Regions from separate parts of the Sus scrofa genome. Here regions 1 and 2 are each linked to region 3. The links are chromatin contacts, called in public HiChIP or PLAC-seq maps. All regions are on one chromosome and are shown on one strand. Each heading gives the region's core, a stretch centred on a gene start, on an enhancer-like site or on the middle of the called end of the contact. The rest is flanking DNA. Distances are from core to core; before and after follow the strand shown. Region 1 holds the start of SCYL3 (protein-associating with the carboxyl-terminal domain of ezrin). Region 2 holds the start of METTL18 (histidine protein methyltransferase 1 homolog). Region 3 holds the start of BLZF1 (golgin-45).

Region 1 (3,792 bases), core at 987-3,486, 510 kb after region 3:
GAAGAAGTTAAAACTGGTAGTTTTTCTTAGCAGTGCATATTTGAGTCTAAGACCCTAAGAAAATACCACCTAAAAATTAAAAAGGAATGAATCCCTTTCTTGTAAGAACTCAAAAGGATAACATTTCATTGCTTTGAAAGCATGATTAATGCTGACAGAAGTCCATGATACTATCCGTGCAATGCTTACAGAGTAGCTGGGTTAGAGCCCATGTCCAGTGCAAACTTCATTAAGGGGAAATAAGATGTACTGTTGACTGTAATTTGAAGATGTCTTAAAAGCAGTAATTCTTAATTCTTAACTTCACAAAACTGTCTCCTAAGAGGCATCAAAACTGTTGATACAAAGTGTTTTAAAAATTATTTAATTCAGCTAAAACTGGCTTACTGAAATGTAATACTGATAAAGAAAAATATCTGGACTTCCAAAGTGCTCTTTTTTGTTTTGAGGAGTTAAGGGGGAAACATAAAACCTTTTAACTTTGAAATTAAGAAATCACAAAAATGCAGAAAAGGATATTCTAATATTGTGATATTAGCATGGGTATTTTGCAGAATTTACCATCTCCACCCTCTAATAAACGCTGGGTAGCCAGTTTCTGACATGAACATGCATCATGATCTTCTCTTTAAAATGTTGTTCACCTATCTTCCTCCATCCTTTTGCTTCCTTGGCCAGCATATCAAGTTTCTGGGCCACCTGTGGGACTAAAAGCCCTTGTCTAGGTCATGGGGCAACTCATACACTAAACTAAGAAATCAGTGTGCTCCGGGGAACGCTCTCTCCCTCTGTTCATTTCACAGCAATTAATCGAGATGATCTTGATCCTAGCTCCCTGGGCTTGGAAGTTCCAACCATAAGGGCTTGCATTGGGAGTTCAAAGGGCACCGTGTATTGATTCGTATTCTGCCATCTGGTGATAACAGTACTTCAGACCCTTTGCTTTGATCTCTTTCACATATACATTCCTTAAACTCAGTCCAGCAATACATAATGAAGCCTTTATGGACCAAAAGAACTACGTATGATTTCAGCTAAGACATGGGATGTTATGTGGGTATGCATAAAAAAATACTTAAAAATAGTAACAGGGATTCCAAAATTCAGGACTCACATGGTTTCCTATAAATGATTTTCCGGGAAATGTTTCATCTTTATTCTTAACAAAAAGCACTACCCAAAGACAGGAGCCAACTGGCCTCTGGGGGCCTGGCACTGGTCTTGGATCGAAAATGAAGGCAGCATCCAGCGCGGGGAACCCTAGGCTCCCGCGGCTTGGCCACGCAGCCTCCGGCACAGTCCCGGCCCGCCGCGCACACTCGCCCTGCCCGCTGCGAGGAGGGCGGCCAGGGGGCTGGGGCAGGGGAGCGGGGGTCCAACCGCGACTCCTCGGGACCACTGAGGGGCAGGGGCGGCAGTCCTGTGACGCTGGCCCCTCACCTTCCACACCTGCCCGCGAGGCGAAACTCCTTCGCTTCCTTCGAAAGCTCCGGCCGCCAGCGCCGCACCGGGCGGGGGTCGCCCGGGAAGCCCAGGTTAGCAGGGCGCCCCACATTCAGCAAGGAGAGGCTGCGCGGAGCCGGAGTGCAGAGCTCAACCGGCAGCGGCGCCGCGCCGAGCTCGCCCCCGAGCGGGCCCCAAGCGCGGACCCGAGATCGGGGCGCGCGCGCCCACCGCCTCGCACCCGGCCCGGCCCCCTCCCCCGCGGCCCAGGCCCGCACTGACGGAGGACGCCGCGTGGGGCTCCCTGTTACCTGCGGGAGGGCGGCGGGGGAGGCGGGCGAGGGTCTTGGCTCCGGTCCCCTCTTCGCCCCCTGTTGACACCAACCACCCTCACCTCCCCCGTGACGCTCTGGCCACTACACCCACAATCTTCTGAGGTCTGGTCCCTCCGGCACCATAGAGACTGTCCGGAAGCCGGATAGAATGCCAGCCTTCAGCCCTCCAACACCACCACTGAAGCGAAGGAACCCGGAACCGAGATAGAGCGGCCGCGAGGGTGATTCTCAAGCTGGTGCCATCTTGAGTGTGGGCGCCGGTGCCGACTCCGCCGTTCACTCTCTGTGCCCGCGGCCTAGTTAGTCCGTGAAGGTGACTGCTTTCTTGGGCCTTAAGTTTAACGTGCAAATATGGCTTGATTTTAATTTTCAGGCTTTTAACCGCACAGTTTGAACTGCATTTCCGCCCAAATCTAAAATGGCCGTCCGCCGCCGCCTTGGACAAATAGGAAAGAGGCGGGCGGAGAATAGGAGCACTGTGGAAATTGGAGAGGACTTTCGGAAGAGTGACGTAGCTCACCCCAAAGCCCTGATTGGCTGTGCTGTGTGGGCCGAGTAGCGCGGGTCCGCGGCTGAAGCTGGCGGAGGTTGATGTGATTGCCGCTGAAGCCTTTCAGGCAGAAGATGCGAAGTTACAGTTAATTCTGCAAGGAGTCAAGTTAGGACTCTTAATAGTACTTATTATTAATATTAATCGTTGCTACTTAATAGCGTGTTGTGGAATAAAGAATATACGTGATAGTTTTAAAACTACATGATTCCAACCAAGTTTTTTTCTGTTATCTTGCATGTGACTTAGTAGTAGTTATTATCATCGCTGGTTTTTAACGTTTCTACTACCTAACAGTTGACAGCTAAGTCATTTGATCACCTAAAAATTTTTAATTCTTTTTGGTCTATAGCAATATGGACAAGGACCCCACAATTTCTTTACCCGATTAAATAAAAGCAAATATCAGACCAAACTTTGTCCCTTATTCAGAAATGAGTATTTATTAGAAAGTAGACACAAATAGTATTTTATCTGTCCTGTTAAGTTATTGAAGATCGAGCTCTGTCCTACGTCAGCACTGTCCTATGGAAATACAATTTGAGTCACATACGTCATTTTAAATTTTCCAGTAACCACATTAAAAACAGTAAAAACTCTGAGGTGAAGTTAATATTATATTTTAACACCTATCCAGAAGATAGGTGTTTTGTTTAGTCTTTTTCTTTCACCATTCCTCTCATTCCTTTTTTTTTTTTTTTTTTGCCTTTTTTTAACACCTATCCAGAAGATAGGTGTTAAAATATAATAAAAAATTATTAATGGGATATTTTACATTTTTTGTACTGTCTTTAAAATCTGATGTGTATTTTTTACAATTTAAACTAGCCATATTTCAGTGCTCAAAAGTCACTTATAGATAGCAACTATAGTATGGGGGGTGCCATTCTAGAAAGTTGAGAAGCAGAAGTAGAGGGCTGCAGAGGTAGGATTCTGTTATGGTAGGATTCTGTTATCATAGTTATTCTCAGCATCTGGCAACCAGAAATCTTCCAGGACCAATAGAGATGAAACCTTAGATGGCATCTCTAAAGGCTGAGGACTCAAATTTTTAGACCATGTTTATTCAGGAGTGGAGATCATTCTCTGAGACCTCATCTCTAGTATTCATCATAACTAATAAGCTGATACTGGTGCCAGAAAGATGATACTGGAATCCGGGTTCTCGTTCAAGGTGGTGGAAGGATGACCTCCAGGAACACACAGGCAGCAATCAATGTCTTTATTAAAGGAAAGCTGATCGCTCCCAGGGTTGCTGGGAGGGGAGAGAAGAGCCCCCTTTCTCTATTGTCCTATAGGGGTTTTTATCTCTTAAAGGTGGGGAGAGGCACCAAAGTGGGGTTCAGAAAAATGTGGTTTTCCCTCATTGGCCTTATTCAAGTACCTATAGCAGTCCTTGTCCAGTAGGGCTTTGGGGGTTGGAAATGTCCTGGAAGTTCTGTGGGTTGTTTTGTTTTCTTTTGT
Region 2 (3,626 bases), core at 998-3,497, 420 kb after region 3:
ATGTTTGGTGCAAAGGACCATAATAATCAGGATTGTAAATGGTTTCTGAGGTAAGAATGAGATCATATTTTTCAAAGAGTTCTTCCCTGCTTAGTACAAGCTTACAAAACTCAGACCATTCCCCAGAAAAGAACCGGCATTTACATAATTCTTGTGCTACTTTTGATTTTCTGCATCTTTTCACATCTGGCTCATTTAGGTCATTTTCTTCATCTTCCAAAGTGGAGTTAGCCACTACGTTAGGTAAAGTTACTTCATCAATCACCACACTGTTATAATCTTGAAAATGAATTTCTTTGGCCCCTCCCTTGAATGCCATTATACCCAGCAACCCTGAACCACAACCAAGGTCCAACACTTTTTTCCCAGCAAATTTCACTTTGGCCTTTGTAAAATAGGCCAGGAGGTCAAAGGTACACTCCCAGATTTTTAAACCTCCTTCATAAACACCTGTAATCAGATCAGAGTGAGAAGAAAAGCTTTTTGAAATGATGTTTTCTCCAGAAAAGTTATCTTTCAAAAGGATGGTTTTCACTACTGATATGTTAACATGCTGAAGGCCTGGTAATGTTTCTATGACTTTACTTTCTAACACTTTCTTTAAATCTTTAGGCAGAGCATGTTCTTTGGCAACTCTCAAGCAGGGCTTTTTTTCATATGGCTCCAGGTTACTTAAACTGTTCGTTCCATTGAGTGAGTGGTCTGTGTCTTGAGAGGGAGCTGCATTTCCCCCTGACTGATGTTCCCACAAAAGATCCTGAAGCAAGTCAAACTGTTCTGTAGAAGATTTTTTATCACTGTGTTTACCTTTTTGTCTTTCTGAGACTGAAGACTCTTTAGAGAAATCCAGGGCCAAAGCTCCATCTTCAAGGGGTATTAATTCATCTTCCAGATGGTCTTCTATTGTGAAATTAAACTGAAAAGGCATTCTCTCATTAAGTGCACACAATCCTTAAACTCAAAGGAAGATTCTTCAACTTCTGGATAGAACTGATGACACGCACAAAACCCTGCCTCAATTATTTAGTTAATTTTGTTGGAGGCCTACTTCTCTTTAGCTGCTTATACACAGTTACAAATATTTAGGGATATTTCCAGATGATTTTTTAGAGGTCTTTACTCTTCTTTCAATTTAGCTCTAGATGGGGAAAAAAAAAAAAAAAAAAAAAAAAAGGAAATTGTTATTAAAAAGCAAAATGACACATTTGGTTTACACCTAATATTCAATAGCCCCCAGTCCCCAGCCCCACCCCCAACCAGCTGCCTTTTCTATGAATGCTGTGGAGGGAGATGAAGACATTTGGAAACGTACACACTCTTCAGGGTTCAAAAGCTGGAAAAAAGAATAAACTATAAAAACAAACAAAATGACAACAGCGGCAACAACTAGAAATAACAGAAGTACAAAATTCTCAGGCATCATCCGTCATAACCTTGCCCAAACATATTTATTTCCCAAACAGCCAGAATCTCTTCACTTCAGTCTGTTACAGTTTCGAGTAACGACTTCAAGCCTATACTTGGTAAATGAGCGTCCTTTTAAAAAAACATGCACAGGTATACTCTGGTGTGTGTAAATTCATACAAATGACCTCACTACAAACATTCAGCGGCCATCTGCAGCTCTAAGGGTATGGGAGTCGGGTACCTGTGGAGAAATTAGTAAAGATCACTTTGACACAAAATAAGGGCACTGAGCTAGGTGAAGAGGCCCGTAGAAAATGGGAGGAACTTTATCGAGACTCTTCTCTGCATCTACCTATTGTGCAGACACTTAATACATACCAACTGCTTCGATCTGCACAACAATTCTGGCAGGTGGGGTCTTTATCCTCATTACTTATGATATACAGGGAAGGATCACACATTAAGTGAGTAGTTTCTGCTTCCCTACACCGCAGGGCTTGGGGTCATTTCCGGCTGCAGGTCCCGGGTCAAACCCAACTCCAGACGTGCAATCTCAAAGCCCCAAGGGACGGAGGATAGCAAATCTAGGGACTCACATCCCCCTCCCCCATCTCCAGCGTTTCAAAGCAACACTAACGTGATCCAGACCTGGGGAAGCTCGCCCGCCCGCAGGTTCGCAGCTCACCGGGTGGGAGAACTCCAGCCAGACCCTCCAGACTGAAAGTGCACACCAGTGAGTTGAGTCCTCCTCAGGCCAGACAAACCCGACTCTCTTCCCAGACGTGTTCTTCCTGGACTCACCAAGGAAAGGCGCGCGCTTGCTCTCTATGGTTTTGGCTCGCAAGGCCTGCCGGGACGGTGGGGGTTTCCGGTCTTGGCTTTGGCGGGAGCGCTTGGAAGCTTTGGTAGTAGAGCTAAACGATGTCTCAGGAACGGGCGGTCCCAGCGAGCGCGGTTGCCCTGGAAGAATTAAGTAGCTGGCCGGAGGAGGTCTGCCGCCGGGAACTGCCGTCTGTCCTGCCTCGGCTCCTTATATCCTTCATTGTCACTTCTACTTAGGGTTGTGGGGCGGGTCTTCACTTTCCCTCCTGTGCCTCATCCCGGCTCCCGGGGGCCGTGTTGTGTTCCTGCGGCTTCAACCCTCTTGCTTTCTTTGTTGCTAAGCGAGATAAATAAGCGAGGGAATGAAAAGCAGGAAAGAGTCGTAGGTACCGAGGCCGAAGTCATGCCTGGCTTTGGCCCTGGAAGGACTCGCAGAGGTGTTGTGCCAGTGATTTTGGCAGTGGATGTGGCGTTTTCTTCCATTCCGCTGGGCCTTTGCGTTGTGCTGTACCTGCAATTAAGTGTGACTTCTGCATGGGGGGAGCGGGGGAGGCAAGGACTCAGACTTGAGAGGTAAGCTGAGCTGACTCTGAAGGTAGTAGAGAGAGGAGATACTCTGAGGTCTTACCTCTAAAATGGGTGATGAAAATGAATACTCTCCTCACTATTGTGAGAATCAAATTGAAGGACGTAGTTCTCCCATGATGCCAAGTCTGTAAAAGATGTTAAGTAAATAAAAGTGTTCTTCCCCTCCCATTTTCGAACCTTTTTTCCTTTATTGCTGGGGAATAGGAGTTGCTTTCTTGGTCATTAGCTTTGATCAGCTGGGTTTGAGGTATTTAAGGCCTGCGTTGTCCAGGTGCGGATTATTTTTAATCAGGCTAATCCTGTTTTGGTTGTAATGTGCTTGAAGTCCTAGCCCTTCATGTTAAAGGATAATTTTTGTTTATTTCTTAAACAGCTTTGAGGACATAAAACTTCATAAGAATACACTCAAAAAAAAAAAAAAAAAAACCCTTCACTTTAGAGAGTCTGAATACTGCACAAATACTTTACAGTAGAGGCCAAATGTAAATATTGCTGTCACATCGAAGTCATTCTCCTGGGCATTGCCATAGGTACCAAAGCCTTTTCTTAGTCCTTATGTAGGTATGGAATTGCTGTCCTAAAGGAATTTGGCTTGGAAAACAAATAGTCGTCCTCCTCATCTGTTACTACATGCATAATATGTACCAGGGAGGGTATTAATCTTTGGGGGAACAGAGAAAAGGAACATGGTTCCTCTTTCACCCCTTGAGGTTATAGGGAGATTTCAGTAATTGAAAATCAACATCCCACTTGGTTTTGCATCTTAAACTTAACCCAAACATGTTCTTTCCCCAACTTTCTTCATCTAT
Region 3 (3,852 bases), core at 384-2,883:
AAGCAAGAACAACTTCATGAAGCCATTAGAGGAATTCAGATAACTGAGTGCTGAGGATGAAAGTAAAGAGCTGAATTTGATACAAATGGAAGCACTATGCTTTCAAGCAGTTTACTGATAAATGGGAGGACTAGGCAATAAACTGAACGAACACAGGCTGGGGGTGTGCTTTTGTTTTATTTCATTTTCTTAAGGTGTATGGCTTGAACACGGGGGGGGGGGTGGGGGGAGAAGGAAATGGTGAGGAAGAGGCTGAAAGCACAGGAAAGAAAAAAATATAACCAAAAGCAGAAAGTCCTATAAGGAATGGGAGGGAATAAAATCTAGAGCAAAGATGGAAGCATTATCCTTCAATACCTGTTTCTCTGAACTAGAAACACAAGACCTAACAGAGAAAGAAGGGGTGGTGGGTGGATCTCTGTTTGTTGTTGCTGTTCTTTCTTTCTAGAGCCACACCTGTGGCATATATAAGTTCCCTCGCTAGGAGTCCAATCCGAAGCCTACACCACAGCAATGCCAGGTTCTGGCTAAATCCTAAGCGGCAGCTTGCAGCAATGCCAGATCCTTCACCCACTGAGCGAGGCCAGGGATCAAACCCACATCCTCATGGATACTACTCTGGTTTTTAATGCATAGAGCCACAACGGGAACTCTGGGTGGGTCTCCATATTTAATTTCATAGCCATACCTGGCATTCTCGAACATGTGATCGAATGAAAATCATCTATAGGCTTTTTTAAAAATGCAAATATGGAGCCTGTTTCTATTCATGCAGAATTTCTGAAGGTGAAGCTCTAGCAAGTGAATTTTCCAGAAGTGATTTCCAAGTGATATTATGGAGTATTCCTGTTAAAAGGTAATCAACTGTATAATTTAGGGCTAGTGCAAAATGCAGCTATTATTAGGTGGCCCTTAGGGTGTGGAACGGTACTCGGCCCTCAAGAGAGCAAAGACTACAGGATTCAGAGAGATTCGGATCAGTCATGAAAAAGTCAAATAAACATCACCACATACTTTTAAATGAAGCGTGTTAAAGTGAAGCTGAGAGGTTGAAAAAAATGCAATGATGAAAAATGCATACATCTCCAATGTTTGACCGAAATAAGGTCTCACCTCAGACTACTAGACTCCGTGTCTTAGCCTTAAACTTCCTGTCACAATACTCTACAGGCTCAGCAGGACCAAAGTGTAATTCAGGGTGCTGCAAGAAGTAGGGAAAGCGAGGAAATTGCACGGACAGTTCCTGGAAAGGGACAAAGAAATAACCAGCCGAAGGTAGAAGCGATCTGGATGCCTCTCAACGCCCAGACGCCCCAGGACCTGGGACAAAGCATAAACAAGACCGCGATGCCTTTCTTCTGACACCGCCTTGCACTCACCATCGCCTCGGGATCTCAGCACCAGGAAATAGGTAACTTTGCGACTGGAAAACACCTACACCAACACCAACGCCAGGTTACTCTGGCAACAGAGCCCCACCTACTGCCGGACTCGGAGCGGGCCGCCACTACCCCGCCCCTTTGTCCTTAGTGGCTGGGAGTAAATAGAGCTCCGCCCACCCAGCCGACCGACCCGCCCCTTCACGCCGTAGCTTGGAGCAACGGAACACCACCTACCTCTTTCCAGCATCATCACTTCCGTTTGGTTGAAAGGCGACCCGGAAGTTCAGGCTTATATGCGGCTAGGGTCCAAGTATTCTTTTTTTTATTTTTTAATAAGAGTCTACCCAGTTTTGTTTTACTGAAGTCTTGAATCGTATATTCTGCGTCACTGCGTCACTTGAGTTTAAATGGCACCAAAAGTGTTTTCCTTCTGAAAAGTATTCCGGAAACGAAACCCTGAGTAATCGGAAGTAATTAGCCGTGAACCAAAAGCTTGATGTCCCCAAGGTTGGGGCGGATCGGCTTCGGAATGCTAGAGGAGTGTGCGCGGAAGTTAACCCGTGATATCTAGCCAAAGAACCTGTAAAGTGAGGCCCCCTGCAATTGGGAGAGTAAGAATCTGAGAGGTAAGTCCAGGAAAGGGCTTGTGTAACTGAGAGGGGATTTTGGAAAGGGACAGAGGTTTGGATTGAAGTGTGTTGTTCATTCAGTCGCTTTAGATTTAAGGAAAGGTTGCCCGTTGTTCCAGGAAGGTTTGTTCAGACAGGGACGGAACTTTGGATTTGACTTCTGGGGATGGCAGAGGTTGACAGGATTGTCGCTTCCACTCCTGCCACCTTCATACCTGTTACACACTCCAGACCCACCCCCACCCCCTTCAATTAGTATTTGCCTGCAGACCTTTGTACATTTCCCTGCGCATCTTCCGAGGGTTCATTGCTCTTGCGAAGGGTCTTTGGAGAGCTATTTTTCAGAACAGTGGCGGCGGGGGTGTGACTTTTAAGGAAGGTAGGCACGGAAGACGCTATGCTGAGTTATATCGAGTACTCAAGAGTTATCATTTTTGTGAGTGAAACCATTTGTCATCTAGTGCCTGGTTCATCATTCGTGATCACTGCATTAGTATTACCTTCCTTCTCATGTTCTCGCCTGAATCTTAGTAAGACTAAGATTTAGTAAGGTCATGCATACATTCTGAAAATATATGCTATGACATTTTAATTTTTACCAAGAAATGCAAATTAAGTTATTATGAATTTTTTGTCACTTGTTAAACATCTAAACAGAAGCTCCTCTGTCATGTAGTGAACAAAATAGTGTCCATGTCTCCTGAGAAGGTAATTACTTTAATACCTTTTTTTTTCCCCTTTTTTGGGCTGCATCCGCAGTATTTGGAGTTTCCTAGGCTAGGGGTGGAATCCGAGCTAAGCTGCTGGCCTACAACACAGCCACAACAGCACACTATCCAAGCTGTCTCTGCGACCTACACCGAAGCTCATGGCAACACCAGTTCCTTAACCTACTGATCTAGGCCAGGGATTGAACCCGCAACCTCACGGTTGCTAGACGGATTCGTTTCCACTGCACCAGGACTGGAATTCCTAATTACTTTTAAGTTCCTGGTATCTATCAATAATACAGAGCACCTGTAGTAACTACAGTACTATTTCTGAGCTAAATTTAAGGACGCATATCTGATAATTTAGAGTATATAGGTGATAATTTAGAGTATACCAGTGAAGCAGGAATTTGAAAGTAAACCACCTCTCATTTTTTTTAAGACATTGGGTAGTCATAACAATATCACCTTGTGAAAAAGGGGTGTAAGGGGCACTCCCTAAATGCAGGTTTACTAAATGAAGAAGCAAGTAGAATATCATAATCTTTAAATGACAGGGACTTAATGAATGTGTTTATATGGTATTGTTTTAATTATTTCATTTTATTCATATTTAGGTTTTTCAGTAGAAGCCCGGGGTACATTTTCATTTTTAAAAAAATGACTACTCTTGAAGGTTTAGAAACCAAAGGTAAGTTTTCTTCCTTTGATGATAATTGTTTTAAAACATGGAATTTATGATGATAGGACAAAGGATTGTTTGAGCCAGGTAGCAAAATCTCACAGAACCCTTAGGAATTATTTGTTTCACATCTCTTCGTATTTGTCTTTTAATGCACTGTTTACATCAGTACTTCAGGTATACAGTTGAATATTAGCATCATTTGATAATATTTATTACTACTGTTTATGTCTACTATTGTTAAACATTTAGTATAAAGCAAATTTTTACATCTATGTTCTCTGCCCACTAGAAGATTAGATTTAAATAAATAAGAGTATACATTTTCAAAATTTAGGTAGATGGACAAAAAACTGTGTGTATGTTTCTGTGTCCAAATTTCTCCTTTTTATAAGTACATCAGTCATATTGGATTAGAAGTGCACACTACTTCAGTACGATGTCATCTT

What was found. HiChIP or PLAC-seq counts read pairs in DNA pulled down with a chosen protein or histone mark.
Region 1: a contact with region 3 is called in an H3K27ac HiChIP or PLAC-seq map of alveolar macrophages. The contact joins the promoter of SCYL3 here to the promoter of BLZF1 in region 3. A contact is called at or near these places in 1 of 5 promoter capture datasets (liver), 2 of 47 Hi-C or Micro-C datasets (blood and liver) and 1 of 2 datasets of contacts at active chromatin or transcription factors (alveolar macrophages).
Region 2: an H3K27ac HiChIP or PLAC-seq map of alveolar macrophages shows a contact between it and region 3. The contact joins the promoter of METTL18 here to the promoter of BLZF1 in region 3. A contact is called at or near these places in 1 of 5 promoter capture datasets (liver) and 1 of 2 datasets of contacts at active chromatin or transcription factors (alveolar macrophages).

What each region holds. Positions count from the first base shown.
Region 1 is chr4:81,132,479-81,136,270 of Sscrofa11.1, reverse strand. It overlaps SCYL3 (protein-associating with the carboxyl-terminal domain of ezrin), which reads right to left and starts at 2,236. Exons shown (of 14, transcript XM_001927973.6): 1 at 1,755-2,236.
Region 2 is chr4:81,214,728-81,218,353 of Sscrofa11.1, reverse strand. METTL18 (histidine protein methyltransferase 1 homolog) reads right to left here and starts at 2,247. Exons shown (of 2, transcript XM_021089436.1): 1 at 2,093-2,247; 2 at 1-1,138. The coding sequence starts at 928. C4H1orf112 reads left to right here and starts at 2,260. Exons shown (of 24, transcript XM_001928004.6): 1 at 2,260-2,439. The coding sequence starts at 2,329.
Region 3 is chr4:81,637,569-81,641,420 of Sscrofa11.1, reverse strand. BLZF1 (golgin-45) reads left to right here and starts at 1,633. Exons shown (of 7, transcript XM_003355067.4): 1 at 1,633-2,008; 2 at 3,339-3,412. The coding sequence starts at 3,382. It overlaps NME7 (nucleoside diphosphate kinase 7), which reads right to left and starts at 1,514. Exons shown (of 13, transcript XM_021089439.1): 1 at 1,380-1,514. The coding sequence starts at 1,382.